3 separate regions of the Mus musculus genome follow, and regions 1 and 2 are each linked to region 3. A link is a contact called in public HiChIP or PLAC-seq data. All regions are on one chromosome and are shown on one strand. The core of a region is the stretch at or near the end of the contact, and the rest is flanking DNA. Distances in the headings are between cores, read along the strand shown. Region 1 overlaps Gm5544 (predicted gene 5544). Region 2 overlaps Gm31420 (a long non-coding RNA gene). Region 3 has its middle 4.1 kb from the start of Gm40104.

What was found. HiChIP or PLAC-seq counts read pairs in DNA pulled down with a chosen protein or histone mark.
Region 1: a FOXA1 HiChIP or PLAC-seq map of pancreatic cancer cells shows a contact between it and region 3. The contact joins two enhancer-like sites. A contact is called at or near these places in 2 of 484 Hi-C or Micro-C datasets (cerebral cortex and nephron progenitors) and 6 of 115 datasets of contacts at active chromatin or transcription factors (the 230-238 cell line, the SCID.adh cell line, astrocytes and 3 more).
Region 2: an HNF4G HiChIP or PLAC-seq map of pancreatic cancer cells shows a contact between it and region 3. The contact joins two enhancer-like sites. A contact is called at or near these places in 1 of 39 promoter capture datasets (macrophages), 5 of 484 Hi-C or Micro-C datasets (the Ba/F3 cell line, cerebral cortex, forebrain and 2 more), 1 of 115 datasets of contacts at active chromatin or transcription factors (pancreatic cancer cells) and 2 of 9 other capture datasets (adipose tissue and pancreatic islet).

What each region holds. Positions count from the first base shown.
Region 1 is chr3:97,941,438-97,944,519 of GRCm38.p6, reverse strand. The region is part of intron 1 of Gm5544 (predicted gene 5544); the gene reads right to left. Among named protein-coding and RNA genes, the nearest start is that of Gm5544, 13 kb to the right of the region's middle. RefSeq lists an enhancer at 1,633-2,609. Within about 2 kb of position 1,824, at least 139 of the 459 cell types and tissues checked have an H3K27ac peak or open chromatin away from gene starts, as enhancers often do. A contact at or near this core is called in astrocytes, nephron progenitors and pancreatic cancer cells, where this site is marked.
Region 2 is chr3:98,354,677-98,357,510 of GRCm38.p6, reverse strand. It overlaps Gm31420 (a long non-coding RNA gene), which reads right to left. Exons shown (of 3, transcript XR_001783933.2): 3 at 2,212-2,718. Among named protein-coding and RNA genes, the nearest start is that of Gm31420, 5.2 kb to the right of the region's middle. Within about 2 kb of position 1,565, at least 72 of the 459 cell types and tissues checked have an H3K27ac peak or open chromatin away from gene starts, as enhancers often do. A contact at or near this core is called in pancreatic cancer cells, where this site is marked.
Region 3 is chr3:98,196,661-98,199,817 of GRCm38.p6, reverse strand. No RefSeq gene overlaps it. Among named protein-coding and RNA genes, the nearest start is that of Gm40104, 4.1 kb to the left of the region's middle. Within about 2 kb of position 1,382, at least 55 of the 459 cell types and tissues checked have an H3K27ac peak or open chromatin away from gene starts, as enhancers often do. A contact at or near this core is called in astrocytes, nephron progenitors and pancreatic cancer cells, where this site is marked.

The DNA of each region.
Region 1 (3,082 bases), core at 575-3,074, 260 kb after region 3:
TTATTGAGGGAGCCAATGACAGTTCAGAGGACTGTTGGCTGATGTCTTTTTCTTTAGTTCTACCACATACTTTGGAGAGGCTTAAATTCTGGTTTGTGGCAAAGGTATCGTCCCCCGGTGGAGGCACTCTTGGATCCACATGCTCTTGTCCCATGCTCAGGAATATTCTTCCATCCTCAAAAGCCAAAAGTCTCTGGCCCTGTGTGACACCTGGTGGCTCTTTGCTGCCATCCTCTCTCTGACTTTTCCTCCTTGGGATTCCTCCTTGCTCATTCTTCCACCAACACCTTGGCCACATCCACCTCCGCTGGTAGGTTCAGGGCTCTATCTTGTCTAGCAGAGCCAAGCAGGGTCTGAGGGCTGGGGGTTGGGGAAGCTGGAGTGACCTGTCACAAGCCATGGCACACGCCAGGAGCACCTTCCTCCCTACCATGATATTATAATGAAGATACTGCACTGGCTGGTTTTTATGACACAGCTAGAGTCTTCAGAAAGGAGGAAACTCAATTGAAAAAGAATGTCTCCCGTGAGTCTGTAAGGCATTTTCTTAATTAGTGATCTATGGGGGAGGGCCCAGCCCATCCTGAGGGGGGCCATCCCTAGGCAAATGATCCTGGGTTCTATAAGAAAGCAGGCTTAGCAAGCCAAGAGGAACAAGCCAGTAACCAGCACCCCTCGAAGGCCTCTGCATCAGCTCCTGCCTCCAGGGTTCTACCCTGTTTGAGTCCCTGTCCTGACTTCCTTCAATGATAAACAGCGATGAGGATGAGTGAGATGAATAAAGCCTTTCCTCCCCAGGTTGCTTTGGTCAGTGTTCCATCACAGCCGTTGTAACTTTAACTAAAACAGATACTATGGTCCCATTCATTTTGCAGGAAGCTAAGTCTTAGAGTAGATACTTTGTGTGTATTAATCTACACAGCTAGTGTAGTGACAGAATCCCAGGGTCTTCTGGACTCTGAAGCCCATTTCTCCTTCACTCAGCAGCAGACCTCAGAATGCTCGAAAGAAGCTTTGAGTAACCTGAATGCATCGTGTGAACAAGGCACACAAAGTGGAAGCCTTAGGCCTCTTGCTCAAGTCTAAATTCAAAAATTGTTTTCTAGGCAGGCTTCAAGATCAACAGAGGAAGATTCGCTTAGAATCAAGAAGAGGACAGATGGGAACTGAGACATGGCTCCGAAGTTAAGAGCACTGTCTGCTCTCGCAGAGGACTGTGGTTCAATTCCCAGCACCCAAATCATCTCTGCTTCCAGTCTTGGGGGATTATAAACTCTCTCCCGGCCTCCCTGGATATAATGCTCACATGTGGTACACAGACATATATGCAGGCAAAACACACATAAAAGAAATAATAAAAGAAAGAAAACTTTCAAAAAGGATAAAGTGTCAGGCATGGGAGTGCACTCCTTTAATCCCAACATTTGGGAGGCAGAGGCAGGCAGATGTCTGTGAGTTCGAGGCCAGACTGGTCTACATAGTGAGTTCCAGGAGAGACTCTGTCTCGACAAAAAAGAAAAAGGACAGAGAACCTCAAAATTAAGTCCCTTATTTCATAGTTCTTTGGAACAGTGTGAGGTGACCTCAGTGCTGAGTGGATCCGGAAGAAAAAGACCAGTTCAGGCCCCCGACTTCCTCCGGATCCACCTCAGTAAGCAGCGGTGACTTATCTCTTATGCTGTGTTCAGTGATCTTGATGAACGAGCCAGTCTCCGTGCCTGCAGCCTTAAACTCCAATTTCAGCAGCTCTGCACTCAGGGGAGAGGGCAGGGAGGGCGTGCTCACAAGCTGCGCTCCTCAGGTCAGCTAAGCTTACTCAGACATGGCCTCATGGGGGCATCAGAGGCAGTGGGTGGGGACTTGAGCCCGAGCCCCCGTGGGCTGGGCTGGGAATTGTAAAGAAACGCTGCTGAGAAGGATTTTGTTGTGGTTGTTCCCTTTGTTTACTTTGGGCAATGCTGTCATTTTTTTAAACTGACCCTTCCCAGATGAGGTCCTCAGTTTTCAGCTGAGTAAAGTCAGGGGCCTTGCCAACGGGGCATTTGAAAAGCTTTGTGGTCAGTTGCTGGAGGGAGTCCTGGGCAGCTGACACCCCTCCCCCACCCAGAGAAACACAGACAGGGCTGCTAACCTGCTGACTGCAGCCATGCGCCTGTAGAGCAGACCATCTTACCCCTCTGCCTTGGTGAGGCACTGTGGAAGGCCAGGCAACTTTCCACGGGAAGGGAGACGTTAGCCATAGCCCTCCCGGCCACTCTCCACCGGGCTCTGGCTCCCGGCCGCGTCCTGCGGGTGCCTGGGCTGGCGCTGGGCTGTAGTTGAGAATTGCTGGCATCCACTTCTTGGCTTAACACAAAACACTTTCCTTCAGGGATATAGATTCACATGGTAAATCCCAACCCAAAGGTGTGTGTGTAATATATGCTTTTCTTTTCTGACTTAAGTTGAACACCATCTGTGCAGCTATGTAGAAATGAGGGAAAAAAAGAAAGTTCCTTTGCTGTATGCTTTTAAAAAATTCTCTAGTTTCTTTTGGACCTCAGATACCAAAGAATGGAGTCTTTTATGTCTAAGATTAGAAACATCTGGTCTGCATGTCTAGGGAAGGCTAGACTATGGTAGGGTGTAGATTGCTAGACTAAGGTGGGTTGCCTTGCCCTTTTGAATTATTGCATCTTGAGTCTTAATGGACTGAAAGTCACTCAACACAACCTCTTAATTTTAATAACATGGAAAGAGGCCAGAGAGGTGAGGACTTACTGTCGGAGAGCTTGTGTCAAAGGTGAACCAGCACTCAGGTCGCCTTTGTCTGATCTCCACTGTAAACTGTGCTTAGGGAGGACTTGAGGACTAAACGGTAAACCACAAAATGCACAACCCCTGTATTTGGGGCCCTCACTTATCTCCAGTTCTGCAGTTTTCCCCGATGGATGTTCAGAAGAGAAGCCTGAGGCTCACACTGTGCCTACTGTGTGCCAGGCAGTTGCATATATTCCTCACCTCATCTTTACAACAGTTCTGTGAGGGAGACCTTGTTATGACTACTTCGTAGGTGATGGAGTTGAGAGGTACAGTTGCCCAG
Region 2 (2,834 bases), core at 316-2,815, 160 kb before region 3:
CTATTGAGTGAGTTCAAGGCCAGCCTGGGCCACATGCTGTGTAAGTCAGTCCACTAATCCTCCTGCCTCATCAAGCCACACTTGGATGCAGTTGCTTCTTTGGTCTATTCTTGCTGCCCTGTCTAGGGTTTGTTTACATCTCCCCAAGACATGTTGCCCTTGGTTCCTGAATACAGATGAGTTTGGGAGAAGTTTCATTGCCTCTGCCCAGCAGTCTGAGGGGGCAAACCCAACATGGCTGACTTCACCAAATGGTATGTCATCACACACCTCCAGGTCGTAGTTGTGCTTCCCCTGCTGTCGCTAAGGAGCCAGTGGAGGCTGTGTTACCTACCCAGAAAGAGTGTGTCCCTGTGAGGAAGGGATTGCAACAGACTATCACAAACACATGGCATCTTCCACGTTAGCCTATGCTTTGACAGGAAATTAAATACAAAAGAGGAAGAGAACAAGGTACTGACTTTCTAGTCTTTATGGGGGAAACAAGGAATGGTCATGTGACTCCCAGTCTAAATGAATCAAAACTATTCTGACTTCAATAAACTTGCTGAGGCAATGCAGCCAGAAGTGGTAGTTGTTACAGTATTTTTCCTAATGGGACATAAAGAAACATCAATTCACACCACCACCCCCACCCCCATAGCATGGACAGACCAGATAAACAATGACTCAAAATGAGCTGTGTCACCCAAAACCCAACCACTAAAGTAGGTGGTGACATCCCTGGAGCTCCTGCTCAATGTGTGGCAGTCACCAAAGACTCCTTTTTCCTCTTCCTCATAAAAGTTTATTGCTTATAAAACCTTGGAGATGGGACCCATGAATCTCCCTCCTCCCTCAGGAAAGGACATTTTAGTTTCAAAGAAGAAGGAAGAGGAGGAGGAAGAGGAGGAGGAGACAAGATCACATACAGGCCATCCATCAGATACCAGTGAATAATAACATTTGCCCACAAATCTGATGGCCTGTGTTGGATCCTTGGATCACACGGTAAAAAATGGAAGGAGAGAGTGGATCCTGAGAGCTGGCCCCTGGCCACATGTGCACCGTATATGCATGCATATTCACACATATCTCACACACCATAATAATAATAATAACAACAACAATTATAATAATAACAAATTTTTAAAATCACATCCCAAAAGGAAGGAGCAGGAAAATAGCAAAAAAGAAACACTGGATCAAACAAAGACTGAAACCCAGCAGCGTGAACACCAGATTCTGCAGTTCAATATCGGGCATCCAGGTCACATGGGGTCATCATACGCTCGCTCTCCAAGGGGCCTATGCACCTCCACCTGCAGTCCATACAGCCAGGGCCTGACAGGTGCCACTGCCTGTCTCAGGTTTCCTCAGCCAGCACTCATCTTCCTAGCATACTAGGATCATGGCCTCTCTCTCCATTATGATGGGGGGAAAAGACACATTTAATCAAATTACACGGAGACTGAGCAGACGGGGAAAGCACAGCTGGGAGAGATGTGTGTCATCTTTGAAGGATGCCATGGTGGTAATGAGCTGGAACCAGTCATCCATCCACACAGGAATTTCCTCCCCAGGGCACACCTCATTCTGTGCATTCCATTCTATAAAACGTGCCACTCACAGTCGGCAAATGAGTGTGCAGCATGGGGACAGAGAGGCATTTGTGTTTCTGTCTTGGGTATCTCAGCGAGGCCTGGAAAGTGAACAATTAAAACAACCGATAGAAAAGTACACATGAGGCAGAAGTCACTGTGCTGTGTGCCTGTTCTTCCACAGGGTGGCTCACAACCCTCCAGACCTCCAGCTACAGGGGCTTGACACCCTCTTCTTACACATAAAATAAAATAAATACGCATTTTTCCACTGATTAATTTATTCATTTGTTCACTTTACATCCTGATCTCAGCCTCCCTCTCCTCCCGGTCCTTCCCTCACATGGCCCCTCCCTTCATCCCTCTCCTCTTCTCCTCTGAGAAGTGGGGAGACCACCCTAGGTACCACCCCACCCTGGCATATTAAGTCACCGCAGGACTAGGCACATCCTCTCTTACTGAGGCTAGACAAAACAGCCCAGTTAGAGGAACAGGATCCACAGGTAGGCAACAGAGCTGGGGAGAGCCCTGCTCCAGTTGTCGGGGTCCTGCATAAAGACCAAGCCGCACACTTGTAACATGTCGCTTCTGTCTCCGACCAGCAAAAAAGAGTGACGACACAGCGTTCTTCTCAAAGCAGTTTATTCAGGAAGCTTTCAACATGCAAGCAGGAATCTCCTCTAGCCCCAATCGCAATCCCTTATATAACCCCTCAACCACGCCCCATCAGCCCAGTCCGCGTAATCTCAGTTCATTGGCCTTCATCAAATGGCCTGATCTTGCATCATGGTGGGCCTGCGCAGCTCTCACGATGGACGTGCCTTATTTTCAGGTGTATGAGGAAGTCAGGTGCAAGTCATTAGACTTGGCTACAGTCCCGGGCACCATCTTGGGATAACCGCCACACCCACTCCCCACAGTAACATATGAGTGGGAAGCCTAGGTCCAGCCTGTGTATGCTCTTTGGTTGGTGGTCCGATTTCTGGGAGCTTCCAAGGGTTCAGGTTAGTTGACTCTGTTGGTCTTCCTGTGGAGTCTCCTTCCAAACTCCCTCTAATATTTGGTTGTGGGTCACTGCATCTGTTTCAGTCAGCTGATGGGTGGAGCCTCTCAGAAAACAGTTATGCTAGGCTGCTGTCTGCAAGCATAACAGAGTATCATTAACAGTGTCCAGGATTGGTTTTTACCCATGAGATGGCTCTCAAGTTGGGCCAGACATTGACTGGCTATTCCCTCTGTCTCTGCTCCATCTTT
Region 3 (3,157 bases), core at 133-2,632:
GCTACCCCTCTCGTTGCTCTCGTTGCTCCAGCACTGTCCTGTGGCAGCTGAATCCTTCCATCACCTCAGCCCCTCTCCCACAGTCCCGATTCTCATCAGATCTCCTTATCACCATTTCTGTCTTTGTCTCTTTGGATCTGACTTGAGAAGGTCCAGAGACATCCTTTTCCCCATGGCATTAAGACATACACTACTGCTGAGTTGTAGAACCCAGTCTCAATGGATTTATCTACACAACACAACACACCCAAGGCTAGGGAGTGTTGGAGGGGAAATCATGAAAGTGATTGGAAAGAACCTAAGAGTTGGAAGATGGAGAGAGATGCTACAACAGGACGTCTCCTGGATGTGACACGACCCTACAGCTGTGCTCACCTCACAAGAGTGGCCCCTATCAATATTTCCTCATGGATGAAAGAGGAATTCTTGAAGCCCCACCCCACTGCACCCCCCGGGAGCTAGTTTTCTTCAGTGCTATAGCCACTGAAAAGTGGTTATTTATCTGGTAATTAAATCTGTACTCAGGCTCATGCAAACAACCCCAACCAAACTCAATGGGCCAAGAACAAAATTACATTACAGTAGGAGGGGGCTGCTTGGGAAGAAAGGACTCAATGGGAGGGAGTGGGCACAGAGATAAGAGAGAGCAAGAGGGGAGAGATGACTCAATTGATTACATGTGTATAAGATTGCCAAAGAACAAACTGGAAGAGAGAAAGGAAGGAAGAAATGGAAGGAGGGGGGAGAGACAAGAAGGTAGAGAGGGAAAGAGAGAAGGAGGGAGGAAAGAAGAGAGGGAGGAAGAAAGGAGAGGGAAGAAATGGAGGGAGAGAAGGAAAGGAGGGAGAGAGAGGGAAGAAGGAAGAAAGAAATAGAGGAAGATGAGGAAGGAGAGAGAGGTGATGGGAGAGGCCACTGCAGGTTGGTATTTCCCATGGGAGTGAGGATGATGGGCTGGTAGAGGACAAACGGACAATGGCAGTTACCCTTCAGAGTGGACAAAGGTGGGGTATGTACATGGAGGAGGGACCCTGGTGGTGACTAACCCCAGGTTCTCTGGGGATGAAATTGGAGAGAAGTGCAATCATTACAAAGGCACTGGCTTTGAGACATTTCCTTCAGCTCTCTGAGTGACTCTTAGTGGAGACTTGGTTTCTGAAGAAGATAGAGCCCTGCAAAGCTATCACATGTGCGCGATGAATCTTCCTCCAGGCCTTTCCCAGAGGCATGTGGAGCTATGTCCTGGGTGACTAAATAGTTGAGACACACTCAGCCCTTGCAGGACTTTCGAGGTTCTGGCTCCGAGTAAGGCAGACATGTGGGTCTCTGAGGTAGCCATGGAAACACACCACTGGCATCTCCAGCCCTAGGAAGTCAACCGGACAAGCCAACAACTGCTGTGCTCTGGACCCAGCATTCCCGGTATTTGCTTAAAGGGCTGGTGCTACAGCTCAGCAGCACATTGTTTGTTTAGCCTGTGCAGGGCCCTGAATTCAACCCCCATCGCTGTTAGGAAAACAAGACGGAATAAAACAAAACACAAAGTTGCTCATCTGACATTTTCCCAGGTTCTGTACTGGCACAGGAGGAAAGCCTCATTAATTCTCCCCACAGGCACCACACTGAGTTATACAGAGGCCATCTTCCTGTTCAAGCTCTGACTTTTCTTTCTCCACAGTTTGTTTTCTTTCTGACTGCCAATGCGTTTATACAAAAGAAGAGAACCAGCCCTTGTAGTTCTAAGAGTCTGTCTTTCCCTGAACCCCCTGGTATGATACAGTGACCACAAATCCACAGTGTGAATCGCCTAGTTTTCTGTTGCTGCATACAGAAGCACCACAAATTGCAGAGGTTTAAAGCAATACCAGTTTGCTCTCCCACAGTTCCCACAGGTCAAAAGGTCAGGCCTGAGTTAGCTGGGTCTTCTGACCCAGGAATTTCAAGCTGAAAGCAGGCATCGGGCAAACTGTGTTTCCTTCTGATGACTCTGGGGAAGGAGTCACTCCCAGTCTTTTTAAGTTGTCAAGTGAGTTTAATCCCTGCAACTGTGGCACTGAGATGGCTCTGTCTGTCTGTCTGTCTGTCTGTCTATCTGTCTGTCTGCAGTGGGCTTCTTTCAACTCCTCCTGGCCTCTGACTTTTTGCTACATGCATGGCTTCTCTGTGCCACCAAAATTCCTCTCTGCTTTATGTTTTTCTCCAGGAAAAGCTCTGTCTCTCTTCAGAGGTATTTCCACGAGGTCCATTGATTTGAAATCCTAATCAGCATCATGAAATCTTGTTTTATATGAAATTTAGAATGACTCCAGGTATGAGATCTCATTGCTGGCTCTGTCCCAACTCAAGGACATTATATAAGGTTAAAGATTATTAGGGATCATCTTAGGGTATTTCCTATGACAATGGTATGAAGATATAGAGGTTGGAGAGATGGCTCAGTAGTTAAGAATACTTGCTGTTCTTCTAGAGGACCGAGGTTCATATCCCAGCACCCACCTCGGGTGGCTCACGGCAGTCTGCAACTCCAGCTCTAAGAGATCTGATCCCTCTGTCCGACATGAGCACTTTTGCTCACATGCGCATACAACATGCAGGCACATAAACCTACATATAATTAAAACTAATACAAATAAAAAACCCTACTTCAAGTTTAAACAATGAAGGGCGACAAATCTCTGCTCTTTCAGAATAAATAATACCAAATTAATCCTCCTTCCATAAACAATTATAACATTTTCAGATAATGGAGGAAACTCTACCAGCGCTAAGTTTCTGAGGGAAACAGAAGTTATGAGGGAAGTGGCCCCCAGCCTAATTCTTTCCTGGACAATTATAGGACGATTATAGGCTCAGGATCACAAGATCAAATTTTCAGCTCAAAGGAGATTTAGGGATAAGGAGCAAAGACAGGAGATGGAGGACAAGGAAGAAAGGAAGGAACAAAGGAGAGGGGAGAAAGGGGGCAGGGGAGGAAGAGAAGGGGTGTTTGTTCTGGAATGGGACAAAGGAATGGCTTCAGATAAAGACAGACATGGCCCACAGGTAAATCCCAGTTTATAAAGGTAAAATGAAAAAACTCTAGGTTAGGATGGGTTGTTTAATGTTGATTGGGCGAACCAAAGTGGGATTTTTGTTTGCTGGATTTCAATGCTTTGAT